Linked DNA regions of Mus musculus: region 2 is linked to region 1. A link is a contact called in public HiChIP or PLAC-seq data. All regions are on one chromosome and are shown on one strand. Each heading gives the region's core, a stretch centred on a gene start, on an enhancer-like site or on the middle of the called end of the contact. The rest is flanking DNA. Distances are from core to core; before and after follow the strand shown.

Region 1 (7,386 bases), core at 1,642-4,141:
TAAAGAACATAAAGCAGCCGTGCCCATCCCCGGGAAAAGCCGCATTCTCAGATGACTGGCGCACGGCTTGGGTGCCAGCCACGTGCTCTCTGCTCTGAGCTGCTCTCCATTATTCAGGTGTGGGCATTGTCAGAGGCCTCGCCCTTCAGGCCAGCAACCAGATCCCCCCATCTTCACAACTGTGAAGCCTGTTGAGGTGGTTTCCTGAGGGAAAATATGGGAGTGTCTGTGCTCTTAAGAAGAAAGCAGAGGCCTTTCACCGACTTGAGAATGTGACCACCAGGAACAACTGTCACCAGGGAGCAGGCAAACTTAGGGTAAAGGTTAACACCCTTTTCAAGCCCCACAGTTAGCACCTGTGGAGGAAAAGCAGTTGTGCCTCTGCTTTCTGTCAGTGCCAGAGCATCACCTCCCTCAGCATGCATAGATGAGAGAACGGAAGGAAAATCCACTCCCAAGGAGATGGTACTGTCGTGCCTCAGCACCTCAAGTGTGTTGATGAGTGCTCCCCACTCATGGGCAAAGACTGCCACCTGGGACGAGGCACCTGGGGTGAGGTGGGGTGGGCGCTGCTCTTGCTAAGAAGTCTGATTGCGATTTCTCTGGCTGAATTTCAAGGCAGTTGAATGGCTTGAAGCTTGGCCCTTCTGCCCCCCCCCCAAAAAAAAAGAGGAACCTAGGGGTTGAGGTAAGAGGTAACACATACTGGAAAGAGGAGGGTGTGGCAATGGAGAACCCCCTGTAACCTCAAGAGTGTCTCCATGGGAGGCCTGCCCTTCTCCAGGGTGCCCCTGGCTCTCAGCACTGCACGGAGAACATTTTCAACAGCAAGACCCCATGCCTCCAGACACACTAGTAACTCTTCTAAATGCCAGCAGGCACTGTCTGCATAAAGCAGGAGGCTTAAAATTAGGAGCAGTTGTCAACACCAGAAGAGAGGTGGCTGTGTTTTGGTGTTTTAATTTATTGAAATGCATGGCAAAGGTGTGTATAACCACGCCTGGTGCTGGTTGGGCAGCAGTGTATATGCTGACTTACTGTTTCGTAACCTCACATTTAAAAATACAAAAAGTGATACATTGATGTTACATGTATTTTACCACAAATTTCAAGGACAGAATTTACTGTATTCTCACATACTAAGCATGTCCGTGCAGCCAGAATTACCTCCCCCTCCACCCCCAGAGAGCTCCTGCAGGCACAGGGGTTTTTAAAATAGTAAATGGCTGCCATTTATTGAAAGTGCCGTATGCACTGACCATGTCATTGCTGTCGCTGATCCTTCACAACAGCTGTCTGAAGTATGTGCCGTGACATCTGAGAGCACGGGTTAGGGAGCTGCCCAGTGCACCGTCCTGGCAGGTGGCAAAGCCCAGGGTGAGATGTGGGGCTGAGAATTCAGAGTGTGGTGTCAGGTGTGACCTGGGAAAAGCCCAGATGCTGCCATCAAAGGCAGCTGGAGTGTCTTAAGTGACGGTGGGAATGGAGGGAGGTGGCTGCAGCGTTGGAGAGAGGGGCGTTTGCCTTTGATCTCTTCCCGTTTATGATTGCTTATTGTTAGTTTGAGTCTCAGATGAGCGCTGCTTGTCAGAGTCTATTGACTGGGTTTTGTGTAAAGCTCCCCAGTGGGTACAATGTCCTTTAACTGACAAGGTCACTAGAAGTTTGAAACTCTGTAGGCCCTAGGAAGTAAGAAGTAGAGGGGTAGAAAAAGGCACATACAATTCTGGGCACCTGTGCACACTCCCGACATAGGCCTGTTTTGAGGTTGCAGCCATGGCCCAGTTAGTCACTGGCAAAGTCAAGTCCCTGTCATTGTCCTTTGTTATGGAGGAGTCTACACAGTCAACATGGAGGAGTCTACACAGTCAATAAAGCGGATTTTAGAGGAATGTTTAGGGGATGCAGCCTATCTCACTGTGCATTTTATTTGACTGCATAGCTTTTAACGGTTGCAGAGTTCTCTGGTCCTCTGACCCTGTTCTCCTAGAAGAGAACATTGCTAAGGGACTTTTCCTTTAAGGATAAAATTCTTTGTCCTACATGGTATTTAAGTGCCCCTTTTCACGGTTATGGAAAAGAAAAGTAAGGTTTGTACAGCAAAACGATATCCTGGAGTCAAGGGTAATAACAGGGAAGGGAATACAGAGCAAAAGACAGAGCAGATGGTGTGAAGGCCTCCCTCCCTCCCTCCACCACCACCAGCCCTGACAGGAGAGGAATGGGGCTCTGTCCTCCCCGGGGCAGCTGCCCCCCCATGTGTTCCTTCTGACTACCCCTCCCATCAGGACGTGCTCAGAAGGCTCCTCCCAGTGCACACAGGGTTGGAGGGGTCCTCGCTGACCCGTTGGGAGTTCTCAGTAGTAAAAGGCTTGCGTTCACAGCACTGTAAGTTCACCTTCTCTCCCCACCCCCGTTCTCACACTTTGTAACTGGTGATTTACCCACCTTGAAACAGCATGTCCTTAAAATGCAGTGGGTGTTTTACATAGGTGCAATCATGGCCTGACCCAGGACCTACTGAAAGCTAGTTTCTGTCATAATCAGGAAAAAAAAAAATTGGTTTGATTTTTTTTTTTTTTTTAATAAGTTTGGTGGTTTGGTTTGGTGTTCAAAACAGGGTTTCTCTGTGTAGTCTTGGCTGACCTGGAACTCACTCTGTAGACAAGGCTTGTGTCCAACCCAGAGGTCCTCCTGTCTCTGCCTCCCCAGTGCTTGAGATTAAAGGCATGTGCCACCACCACCCAGCTGGGGAAAAAAAAAGTTTGTATTACCCAGACATGTGATAAAAGTAGTTTCAAGAGTCTTATCTTTGAGTAAGAAGTACAGCTGTGGAATGCAGGAAGAATCCAGTATCCCTGGCTGGCCAGACAGCTCAAGGCTGGCTGCTCTTGGCAAAGCCACTTCCTGCCTCCATCTGATCTCCAAAGTATCTGGACTTCCAGCACCTGAAGCCGCAGCCCTGTGAGGGACTTGAGGATTAAAGACGGGATGGAAGAACAGAGTCTGTTACAAAAACTTAGAAGCCATTCTCAACCAGTGTCGGATTAAATCACGGGTTTGGGTCAGACAATAAGACAGTATCTTACCAGGTACGAGTGAATTAAAAAGCTGAACTGTAAGAACAGTTTAAAGAACTGCAGCTTTATAGGCTGGAGAGACAGCTCAGCAGCTCAGGCCAGGGAACCTACTACAGTTCCCAGCAGCTCAGGCCTGGGAATCTAGTCCAGACCCCAGCAGTCAGTCCTAGGAACCTTGTCTAGTCCGCAGAAAGCTGAGTGTGGCAGGCAGCACTACTTGTAACCCATTCCTGGGAAAGCAGACAGACAGGAGGAGTCACTGCTCACCCAGTCTCGCTAAATGAGCTAGCTGCAGGTTCAGTGAGAGTGAGAGTCCCTTTCTCAAAAACAAAGAAGAGAATAACTGAGAAAGATGCCCATGTAGTCCTCTGGCCTCTGTAGACATGCAAACACACTGGCAAGAATACCTGAACAGCATGCATCACACACACACACACACACACACACACACACACACACACACACACACACACACACACACACACAGGCACAGATTTTCAAATGCTGATTAACTACAGTAGCTCAAGTCAAGAATAAGGGTCCTGGGCTGGAGAGACGGCTCAACCGTTAAAGGCTAGGCTCACAACCAAAAATATAAGTGTAAGGGTCCTGTTAGAGATCCCGCTCCAAACCAACACTGTGTGCAGGACTGTGGAGGTGAATGGGTGCTGCCAGTGAATTAAATAGTTTTTGCTTGTTTATTTACCTAACAGCTTGTAGTAGATATTTTGAGTCTAGGACCAGTGAGAATAGAGTGTGAGAAAAATGCCACAAGATGTGACATTTGCCTTATAATGTGTGACTGTTTGTCATTTGTGTGTCACTCTTGTGAGGGGGAAAAATGGCCCAGAAACGTTAAGTCCAGAGTGGTGCTATCTTTCTTCTGAACAACTGTTACATTCTAATGTGTGTAAACTTATTTAGATGGCTACACCAAAACAAGACAGCTGATACTAACTTAAATTGGAAATTGCCTCATTAGTGAGTCAATTCATGATTACTCAGTCACCTGAGTAAGACTGGGCTTGTCCCCGATTGCAGCAAGATCCCCCAACATCCTGACATCACCTGAAATTGGTGCTCGCTCTTTTTCACTTTGATTTAACTAGAAGTAACTTGATGAAGGTTAGCATGCGTTAGGAGACAAGCCTGGGCTGCCAGCTCTTCATTCTTCTTCACTGTCTGGAGCGGTTCCCAGGCTGGGAGCAGTGAAGGTTGGTTGCTGTGAAGAGCCAGTGGGTGATCTTTATGTTTTTCAATGATGAAATGTCTCCATCTAGTGGAATTTCAGAGCAGTAAACACTCACTATTAAAATGAAGGTAAAGCCTTTTTCTTAAACACATGGTGGTCAGTATAACTTCCAATATGCATTTAGATGCTAGACTTACAACTACATATATTTCTGTGGGGCTAGAAATGGGAACAGTGCTGACTTAAAATGTTAACTTGGTTTTCTCCTTGGGGGTGGGGATGGGCTCCTGGCCTTGTGTGCACTAGGCAGGCACGCGGCCACAAAGCATCTACGTCATGAGATGTACAAGGCAGAGGCACACATGCACACATGCACGAATGGTAGCTAAGAGAGATGTTCACTTGACAAAGGACATGGCTCTCCTTGGGGGAGTTTTGTCTATGTAAATTCTTTGATGTGTATAAATATTTCAAATAAGAATATGGACACAATGTGATTATAATTAAACAGTTTTCTGGGTAAGAGAACTACAGTATCACTCTCATGGTTGATCTGTTAGTTTAATAAGGTTAAAAAGGAAAGATGCTAGGAGTTTCTTTGTTTGTTTGTTGTCTCACTATGTAGCCCTGACTGTCCTGGATCCCACTTTGTAGACCAGGCTGGCTTTGAACTCATTGAGATTCACCTGGCTCTATTTCCAAGTGCTTGGACTAAATGTGTGCTCTAACACCCCTAACCAAGAAATAGGTTTTATAATCCCTCAAAATTAGAGAGATAGCTCAGGAGTTAAGAGTGTGCTGCCAGCACCCACATCAATAAGCTCATAACCATCTGTAGCTCCAGCAGGATAGAGGTCTCTGGTATCCAAGGGCACCTCCACTCCTCTGCACATTACTGCATAGAGAGGCACACATGCCTACACATAATTTTTTAATATAATTTTTTAAAACTTATATTAGCACTTTGGGTGTGTGTGTGTGTATGTGTGTGTTTTCTACTGTTATTTATCTCATAGCCACACCCACTTGGATGAGTTCCCATTTTATTCTTTTATTCTGTGACTTTCTAAAGCCCCACCAGATGTCACTGGTCCTTGGTACCCCTGCTCAGAAGTTTTTTCTGTAGGGAACCTGAAGGAGGGAGGACTCTGGCTTAACAGGAGGCCAGGGTGTCTACCTAATGTTGACCTGGGGAAGGTCTTCCCAGCCCAAAATCAGTACGTTTTCTTCCCTGACTGAGCATCAACAGAGCCCAGCCAAAGACAATTTTAAAAAAAAGAAAAAGAAAAGAAAGGCCTGAGGTTTCTCTTGTTACCTTCACAGACTAAAAAAAGAAGAAAAGGAGGTGATGTGTCTGTAATGGTCAGAGGCTGAGGCGCCTAATATGGTGACCGGCAGGCCTGTTTCCCTGGCCCTCATAGATAGAGAGGCTTTCATTTGGTGCAAGTCACAGCTAAACTCCACGCACATGATCATTGGCCCACCCACTGTTAATGGGAGGAAGCTCACATGCCATAAACCTTCATGAATCCAAGCGTATGGATAATAGTTCTATATATAGTGACTGTAAACTGAGAGTCGGAAGTGCCCTTCCTGATTCACACTCTGAGAATTTTGCTGCAGTGGCTCAGAGATCTCTTCTGCCCTCCAGCTACACAACTGCCTGGCCTCCATCTGAATCTGGGGGTGGGGGTGGGGGGAGCTATGAATGTTTAATAGAGTAACATCCTGTTGAGAGTGTCTGAGGAAATCCTGTTATGTGGTGTTCTTATACTACCTGCAGAAGGTCATGTCTTCTTCCTACTTCGTCAAGAGCAAGCTTGATAGGTCCACTAAGCATACATCCAACCCTCACTGGGCCTCCTACTGCTTCTCCAAAGTAAACTGAGGCTGGTGTGTGTACTCCACACACACACACACACACACACACACACACACACCCCTCATTCAAGATTGCCTCCTACCCAGAAAGATGCTCCTCCCCGAGCCCTAAGTGGGAAAGTTTCCGTTTCAGGATCTCCTGATGATGCCCTTGAACTCCTCAACCTCCTACTGGGATTTCCACCCTTAGCTTATGTGGGGCCGGGTATTGAACCTAGAGCCTCGTGCACGTAAGAAAAGCACTCTGACTTCAGCGCGTGGTGCTTTGGATTTCTTAGGGCCCGTGTTGAAAGTTTGCAGAAGGGGGCACAAGGCTACAGAAAAGGCATAGGGTCGGCCTGCAGAATTCCCAGCTGGATGGTGCGTTCAATTCATGTCCCTTCTTTTCCTTTGCAGGGAAGGAGACTGGTGGGAAGCCCGCTCCTTGACAACCGGGGAAACTGGTTACATTCCCAGCAATTACGTGGCTCCAGTTGACTCCATCCAGGCAGAAGAGTATGTTGTTGTTGTTGTTGTTGTCTGTCTAAATATCTGCTTTTAATTGTCACATAAAATGCCAGTGACACAGCACAGGAGCGAGAAGACCTTTCCCAGTGGTTAAGGGTTGAGAGGCTACAGTCCTGCTGTGCTGTCGAGTCTGCGCAGTACACTGTTATTCACTTCGTGGTTTCCTTTGAGCCCGTCCGTTTTCTGATTGAGAAGCTCTATGTGAGTACCCTAGATGAAAACCCAGTAACTTGCTCCAGATGAAAAACCAATGTGGGGAAACCACAGCTGCAGTGTGTGTTACTGAGAGCCCACCGTGCGCCTGCAGTCTGCTCCCTGAGCACTTGGGAGGCAGATAATTATGAGAGATTAAGCCCACACACACACACAGGAGTCCTCTGCTTGATAATCAGAAATACTGAGCCTTCTGAAAAGACATAGCTTTTTGTTCCCCAGGCAGAAGAGCAACTTGGAAACTACTGCAGTTGTGGGCTTCGAGGGATATTTTCCTTGGACTGAGGTCTCGGTTGGTGTTGTGGCTGGTCGACCTTGACCAGCAGTTATTTGGCCCCACCCTCCCACTGGAGGGAGGCAGTTTTGGAAAGTGGTAGGAGTCTGGGGCTCTCAAAGGATGGCTGACTGGTCATTGTTCATTCTCTTTCCAGAGAAACCTGTAGGAACTCTTAGGAAATGGGGAGGGAGGTTGATGTCCCAAGCTCAGGAACATGGATGGCCTCTACCCCACCT
Region 2 (7,403 bases), core at 962-3,461, 700 kb after region 1:
TGGTATTGCATTATTCATGAGAAGGTCGACTAGAGCAGAACCCCCTAGTGCTAGCTTTCACAAGGCTCAAAGGAATAGCACAAATTGTGACTAGGGTGTGAAATCCTTACCTGTCATGAGCTGACTCTAGGCAGGGCTGTTTTATCTTTACTGTAAACATTACCTGGTTCCTGTCAGTTCTTTGAAGTCATTCCTCTGTTTTCTGTCAGATACTTCAGTGTACTTTGCCTGTTGTGACATCCTACCCCTTTGTTTTCTGTATTATATAAGACTGGTGTTCGCCTTGTGACATTACATTCAGATTCATCACATTCTCTCATGTGTCTGTGTCTGTCTGTCAATGTTCGCCAATTCCATGTCCACCTGCCAGAACCCCTGATTCCCACGGATTGAGGTGGGCTGACTGAGCTCGGTCTGTGGCATCACCTCTCACCCCTCACAGGTTCACCTTTCACCTCTCACCCCTCACAGGTTCACCTTTCACCTCTCACCCCTCACAGGCTCACCTATCACCTTTCACTTCCTATGAGCTCCATCCACCACTTTCCATGGGATGGGACCACATCCCCAAACACGTAAGCCTTTGGGAGATGTTCCAGATTTCAAATGATAGCAAAGGAAGGGATAATGAAAAGGTTATAACAATGCTATAAAATTGATCATAGAGGTTGGATTGGAGGATCAGCAGATGAGCACTTACTGATCTTCTAGAGGGCCCAAGGTTTGGTTTTCAGCACCTACATGGTACTCAGCCATCTGTAACTCCAGTCTGAGGAGATCCAATGCCTCCTCTGTCCTCCAAATCAACTGCACAAATGTGGTGCACAGACATACATTCAGTCAAACTGCCCATACACATAGAATAAACTAATTTTGTTATTATTGTTGGTTTTTTTTTTTTTTTTTTGAGACAGTGTTTTATTGTGTAACTTTAGCTCTGTAGACCAGGCTGGTCTCTAACTCATAGAGATCCACCTGCCTCTGCCTTCTGAGTGCCAGGATTAAAGGAGTACACCATGCCGGGCAGTGGTGGCACACACCTTTAATCCCAGCAGAGGCAGGCAGATTTCTGAGTTTGAGGCTAGCCTGGTCTACAAAGTGAGTTCCAGGACAGCCAGGGCTACTTGGAGAAACCCTGTCTCCAAAAACATTAAAAAAAAAAAAAGAAAAAGAAAGAAAGAAAGAAAGAAAGAAAGAAAGAAAGAAAGAAAGGGAAAAAAAGGAGTACACCACCATGCATCGCTCAATTAAAAGAAGAGGAGGAGGAAGGGGAAGAAGAGGAAGATGAGGAAGAGAAGTAAATACATTTTTAAAAACCAATTATGGCAAAAATTCTGCAATTCTGCAAATATAGTACATGCTACCAAACTATACACTTTTAGTGGATGAATTGTGTGCTATGAAAGTTATAGACTGATAAAGACATTTTAAACATTAAACACTTTTTAAAAACTCAAATAGTATTTTACAAAAATATTGTGATTAACCCTTGTACTGAAACCAAAGAGTGTCCCTGCCAATATCCTAAAGAGGTTCCTGTAAGCTGGGCAGGCAGCGGTGGCGCACGCCTTTAATCCCAGCACTTGGGAGGCAGAGGCGGGCAGATTTCTGAGTTTAAGGCCAGCCTGGTCTACAGAGTGAGTTCCAGGACAGCCAGGGCTACACAGAGAAACCCTGTCTCAAAAAACAAAAAACAAAACAAAACAAAACAAAACGAGGTTCCTGTAAACTTAGGAAAGAGAGTCCCAATGACAACGTATCAGGAAATACAGCAGTAACTTAACCAGAGGCCTCCTTAGAGTGTCTGTTGCTTCCCCACTGCAGGCAAAAACACCAAAGAAACACTTTCTGCCCAGGAAGGCAGCAGATGGTTACGCCAGGTGGCCCATATTCACCACAGCAGCAACAGCAGCTGTCCATAAATTAGCTCTTGGCTGTAGAGATATAACTCTGTCTCTGTCTGTCTATCTGTCTCTCTGCATGGCTCAGCCCTTTTTAAAGTCCACACCTAAGTGGTTTCTGTAACAATCACAGCTGTGCAGCTCTCAACAGTAATTTTTAGAATATTTTTATCCCCAAAGAAATCTTGTGCTTGGTTGTCTTTTTGTAGAAATTGAGGACCTGGGGGTTGGGGGAGGGGAGTGGAACGCTGAAGGAACAGGTTAGACCATCCCTTCCCCCACCCCACCTCACCCCACCTCACCCCACACCACCCCTGAGGTGACTGGGCCACCGCCTGAGGAACCCCTGCAGTGTTATTTAGTTCTGGCTGTGACATACATCTCTCTTGACAAAGAATCTGTCAGCTAAGTCCCACTTCCTCGGAATTCTAATTCTACATTTTACACAAAAAGAAACCAGTAAAGACATGCTTGAGTTAATAGGCCTTGCAGTCATACAACTTGACAGTTTTGTATTTTGATCAGACAACTACAGACACATACAGGCATGCACTAGGGCCAAGGAAGAACAAAGTGACATGGCTGCCTGCCTGAGTGCTGGGATTAAACAAAATAACCAATCTGTCATATTACTCCTATAGTCCTCTGCTGTTTAATAATGGGACATGTTCTGAAGCATGCTCTTAGGTAATTTTTTTTGCAAATATCATAGCACACATACATAGAAGCCTGAATTGAAGGCTAGATAATATCATCCTATGGGACTGCTGTTGTGTGTCCTATTATTGGATGATCTACCATCAAAGCAAGCCTTGCTTAGTGTCCATTGGGGGGTTCTGTTGTTGCTGCTGGGTTTAGGGTGTGTGTTCATTTGTGTGTGTATGTGTGTACGTGTAGTCAAGAGGTCAACCAGGTATTGTCCCTCAGGAGTGCTCCACCTTAATTTTTGCTTTTTCTGAGTCTGGGTCTATGTCATCCTCTGACTGTCCTGAAACTTACCATACAGACATGGATGGCCCCAAACTCAAGAAATCAAACTGCCCATGCTTCCCAACTTCTGGGATTAGAGTCATATGCCGTCACACCTGGCTCCCACCTCAGCTTTTGAGATGGAATCTCCCACTGGGGTCTGGGGCTCAGTGTGTAGGCTAGGCTGGCTAGGCAGCAAGCTCCTGGAGCTGCTTGCCTCTGCTTCTGCTTCTGCCTCTGCCTCCTCCCTAGGATTACAGACAAGCAGCAACATGACCAGCTTTTCATATGGGTAATGGAAACTAATTCAAGTCCCTAGATGCTACATACTTGTCAGACTAAGCTTTCTGCCAAGCCCCCTCATTTGTTTTGGAGACAAGGTCTCACTTCTGTAGCTCAGGCAGGCCTTGAACTCGTGACATTCCTCATACCTCAGTTCCCAAGTATACTGAGAAGCATAAGCCTTCGAGAAAACGGCTGTAAAGCTGTGGTCTCAACACCACGTCATCGAGTGGCGTTGCCTATGGATTTGTGCTCTTTACTTGGGTTTGTGGTTTTTTAAACTTTAGCTTTGCTCTCAGAGACTGAAAGGCTGTATGTATTAGGGCCATGGAACCAGATAGGGAATTACTGCACAAATCTTCAAAGGCTATTTTGATTGCCCATTTACACAGGAGCGTGTTTCTATGGTCACCTTCAGTATCTGACAAGCAAAGGGACTCCCGAGGTCAAGCACAGTCAGCCTCATCTTGGCTCTGACTCTGGTTAGCAAGAGAAAGTTCACAGAGGGCAACACAGCCTTCAGCATTTCTGCCCTGCAGCTGAGCAACCACAAACATAAGCTTAAGTAAGGGACTGCTTGACCCAGAACTGAAAATAAGCACCTTCGTGTCACGTGTGCACATGTATACACACACACACACACACACACACACACACACACACACTTTTTTGTTTGGGTTTTGAAGACAGGGTCTTGTTCTGTAACTCCAGCTGACTGGAATTTGCTGTGTAGACCAGGCTGGCCTTAAACTTGTACCGATTAGCCCTTTCTTCTCCCATGCTTGGTTTACAGCTATCAGCTCCCACACCCAGTTGCTTTTTTGTTTTTCTTTTAGGGTGCTCAGTTTTGGGCTTCACAACAGAATCAACTTACTCGACTGATGAGTTTCTTGGGCCAGAGAGGCTGTTCAGTGGTTAGAGCAAACTGCTCTTCCAGAGGACCCAAGTTCAGCACTGGTACCCCTTTCCAGCAGCTCTCAAACACCTACAACTCTAAGAGATCTAACATTTTTTGGCCTCCACAGGTCCTTGCACTCCTGTGAACAGCCATATACATAATTTAAAAAAAAAAAATGCCCAGGCGGGGTGGTACACACCACAGCACTGGAGCCAGAGGCAAGTGGATCTCAAAATGAGCAAATCCTTTTAAAGGCGCAGGGCCAGGGATGGACGACACCTCCTTTGCTAAGGACTAACCTGAGGAGCCTGTTTGCTGCTCCATGAAAAGAGATGTATAATACTAGGAGGGCCGAGCATGCCTTCTATTTCCTCAGACAGATGGGGCTGGTCTCTAAGGGATTAATAGACTCTTCTGTCTACAAAACCTTGGGCTCTCCACGCAGACTTGAGCTCTGAAAGGCTACCTAGTTCCTGATGTGCCTTTCACCAGAACTCACCAATTCTGAGCTCTACTCTGCTTCAATCTACCCTTTAAATTCTTTTGTGAGCTGAGTAAGACAGGTAGTGGTGGCACACACCTTTAATCTCAGCAGAGGTAGGTGGATCTCTGTGAAATCATCTTGGGACTATATTGGGAGTTCCAGGACAGACAGCCAGGGACACACAGAAAAACCCTGTCTGGGTTTGGGAGGTGGGAGGTGGGTGTAGAATTTTCTTGTGGGCTGGGAATGTAGCTCAGTGGTAAGGCCCTAGCACAGCATACAAAGCTTCAGTTAATAGTTCAGGACTGCATCTAGGACCACACTATCACTTTCAAAGACCTGTATTTTAAACCATGAGTCTTACTTTTGTCTTTTGAGATGTACAACCAATACAACTCAAGTAAACCTTCTAATTAGCAGGAGCTCTAGCAAAACGGTAAGACTAAAACCAAAGGTCAAGTTCTAGTAGACGTCCTGGGAAACAGCACACATTCCCAGGAGGTTCTTCCTGAAGCAATACACATATAGCTCCCACTTCTTCCCAATAGCTAACGTGACACAAGGACTACCACAGAAGTCAGAGCTGGTACACTCTGGATCTTAACACAAACCTGTTACACACTAGAAAGTACACCTGCCTTTTCCTACCCTCCACTTTCAACAATGCACGGGGCCATTTCCTACTTCAGTAATGTATGGCTTTCCTCAATTCCACTCTATAAAGACCAGGCCAACCATGAAGGCCAGGTGTACTCTAAGGCCCCCAGTGGTACCATGATAACCCCAAGGACAAACTGGCCATTGACTGGCATCTTACACAAGGCAGTAGCTTCCTAAAAATACAGCATGCTTACAACTGTAGAGCAGTAGTGGCCCAGGGTTATGAAGGGTGGAGCTTCAACCCGGGGGAAACCTTTAACATAAGGATGGCAGGAGTTGGCTACCTCCTCCTGCTCCCAACCTCGAACCATAAAGGTGTCACTCTGACCTTATAAGGCTCCACCCATCCCACCCCGCAACAACCTACAGACGTTTCCTCCTTGCTTGGCCAATGGTAAGTGGCCACACAAATATTTCCCCATAGACCCTGGCCACCTCCCCAAGTACATAAATACCCCACCCACCCACTCAGATAACCCAAACCAGTTCTCTGCAGCTGTTCCCAGGTGTGCTCATTGCCCCCACACTCACTGCCTACTTAGATCCTGCATTGCACACACCCTCACCTAGCTAAGTGGACTCAGGTGGTGTACGACCAGTAGAGAATTACCAGTTCCTAACGAGTCCCATCACTTACCAGAGTAGTAAGTCCCCTCTCAGGAAAATCCCCTCCCATGAATCTGTTAACGCTCCCCTCATGTGTTCATATTCCGACTCCAGCTCTCTCCTCTCATCACCAGAGCTACTGTGCCCAGCCCCACCCAATCCACCAGTGTCCTGGTCCCCTCATTCTCACACACAGGCAGAACTTAGGGAGAGCTATCACACCCAGGCATGAAGGTCACACTGGGTAAAAAGCCTTGTTTTAAACTCGTAGTATGTTATTTGTTCATAAAAATAGGTAATAAACTAGGCTAACAGGATGGTTCAGTGGATAAAGGCACTTCCCATAGTAGGAGTCTGACACACTGAGGTATCATTTAATCCCCACAGGGTATAACCGACTCCATAATGTCTTTTGGCCACACCCACACTGTGACATACATGTGCACACACAAATCAATTTTAAAAATTAAAAACAGTGAGAGCTGGGGTGAGTATGATCCAAACACAAGTTTCAATTTTTTTAAAAAAAGTTTACGTAATAAATAATGTTATAGACACATACAATATGCTGTATATGGTGGTACCTGCCTATAATCACAGCACGTGGAAGGCTGAGACCAGCCCGGGCTATAGTGTGAAATTTTGTTACACCCTCATTCAAATAAGCAACAAATTTTTATCAGGAAACCGAACAGCCTCAAGTAGAGCAATTCTCTTTAGTAAACAACCATAAGAAAGTGCTCGTAGTCAGTCAGGTCAATTTTTCTTAATTCTCTTTGATTTTTTCCCCTGGTCGTCTACTCCATTCTCTGCAGGTCGCTTCTTCAACCCCTTCATTTTCCTCGTTTGTAGTTTGCTTAAGTCTTGCTTTTGCATATGAATCCTTCCAAATGTTGTGCCAAAAGTATCCTGAGAGATATTCTTTCTCTTCTTTGGCTATAAAACAAGAAGAATATATATATATAATGTATATATATATATATACATACACACACACACAGATTTATGTATTATGTAATTTTTAAATGGCTTTCACTGTATGAACTGATAAAAATGTAGCACATAAGGCTGGGCGTGGTGGCGCACGCCTTTAATCCCAGCACTCGGGAGGCAGAGGCAGGCCGATTTCTGAGTTCGAGGCCATCCCTGTCTACAGAGTGAGTTCCAGGACAGCCAGGGCTACACAGAGAAACCCTGTCTCAAAAAAACAAACAAACAAACAAAACAAAAAACAAAAAATGTAGCACATAACCCTTAGTGACAATTCCCACTGTGACGCCTCTCAGCAGCACAAAGGACACAGCTCTTCACAGCTTTCTCATCTAGAGATCATGGGATACAAGTTCTCAGCCAGAGCCCAACAACGCTGCCATCTGGGTAAATGTCAGGTCATCTGGCAAGACTCAGGATGCACTGACCACTGTACCAAGACAGTTTGCCATGTTCAGCTTCAGCAGTTTCTCAGTTCAATGTGTACTAGTATCCAGAGTTAAAATCTCTACTGTTGCTTTAAAACATTTTTTTATTTGTTATTTATGTGTATGCAGGGATCCGTGGAGGCCACCAGGAGCTTACAGGTGGTTGAGAGCCCAATGGATGCTGA

Evidence for each region. HiChIP or PLAC-seq counts read pairs in DNA pulled down with a chosen protein or histone mark.
Region 2: a contact with region 1 is called in an H3K27ac HiChIP or PLAC-seq map of T-cell acute lymphoblastic leukemia, with 6 times the contacts expected there. The contact joins two enhancer-like sites. A contact is called at or near these places in 1 of 15 datasets of contacts at CTCF or cohesin (embryonic stem cells), 1 of 484 Hi-C or Micro-C datasets (the N1E-115 cell line) and 1 of 115 datasets of contacts at active chromatin or transcription factors (T-cell acute lymphoblastic leukemia).

Annotation. Positions count from the first base shown.
Region 1 is chr10:39,516,205-39,523,590 of GRCm38.p6, forward strand. Fyn (Fyn proto-oncogene) reads left to right here. Exons shown (of 14, transcript NM_001122893.1): 6 at 6,550-6,648. Among named protein-coding and RNA genes, the nearest start is that of Gm40627, 70 kb to the right of the region's middle. Within about 2 kb of position 2,892, at least 46 of the 459 cell types and tissues checked have an H3K27ac peak or open chromatin away from gene starts, as enhancers often do. A contact at or near this core is called in T-cell acute lymphoblastic leukemia, where this site is marked.
Region 2 is chr10:40,217,185-40,224,587 of GRCm38.p6, forward strand. Rpf2 (ribosome production factor 2 homolog) reads right to left here. Exons shown (of 10, transcript NM_023323.3): 10 at 6,062-6,736. The coding sequence ends at 6,557. Among named protein-coding and RNA genes, the nearest start is that of Rpf2, 26 kb to the right of the region's middle. Within about 2 kb of position 2,212, at least 16 of the 459 cell types and tissues checked have an H3K27ac peak or open chromatin away from gene starts, as enhancers often do. A contact at or near this core is called in T-cell acute lymphoblastic leukemia, where this site is marked.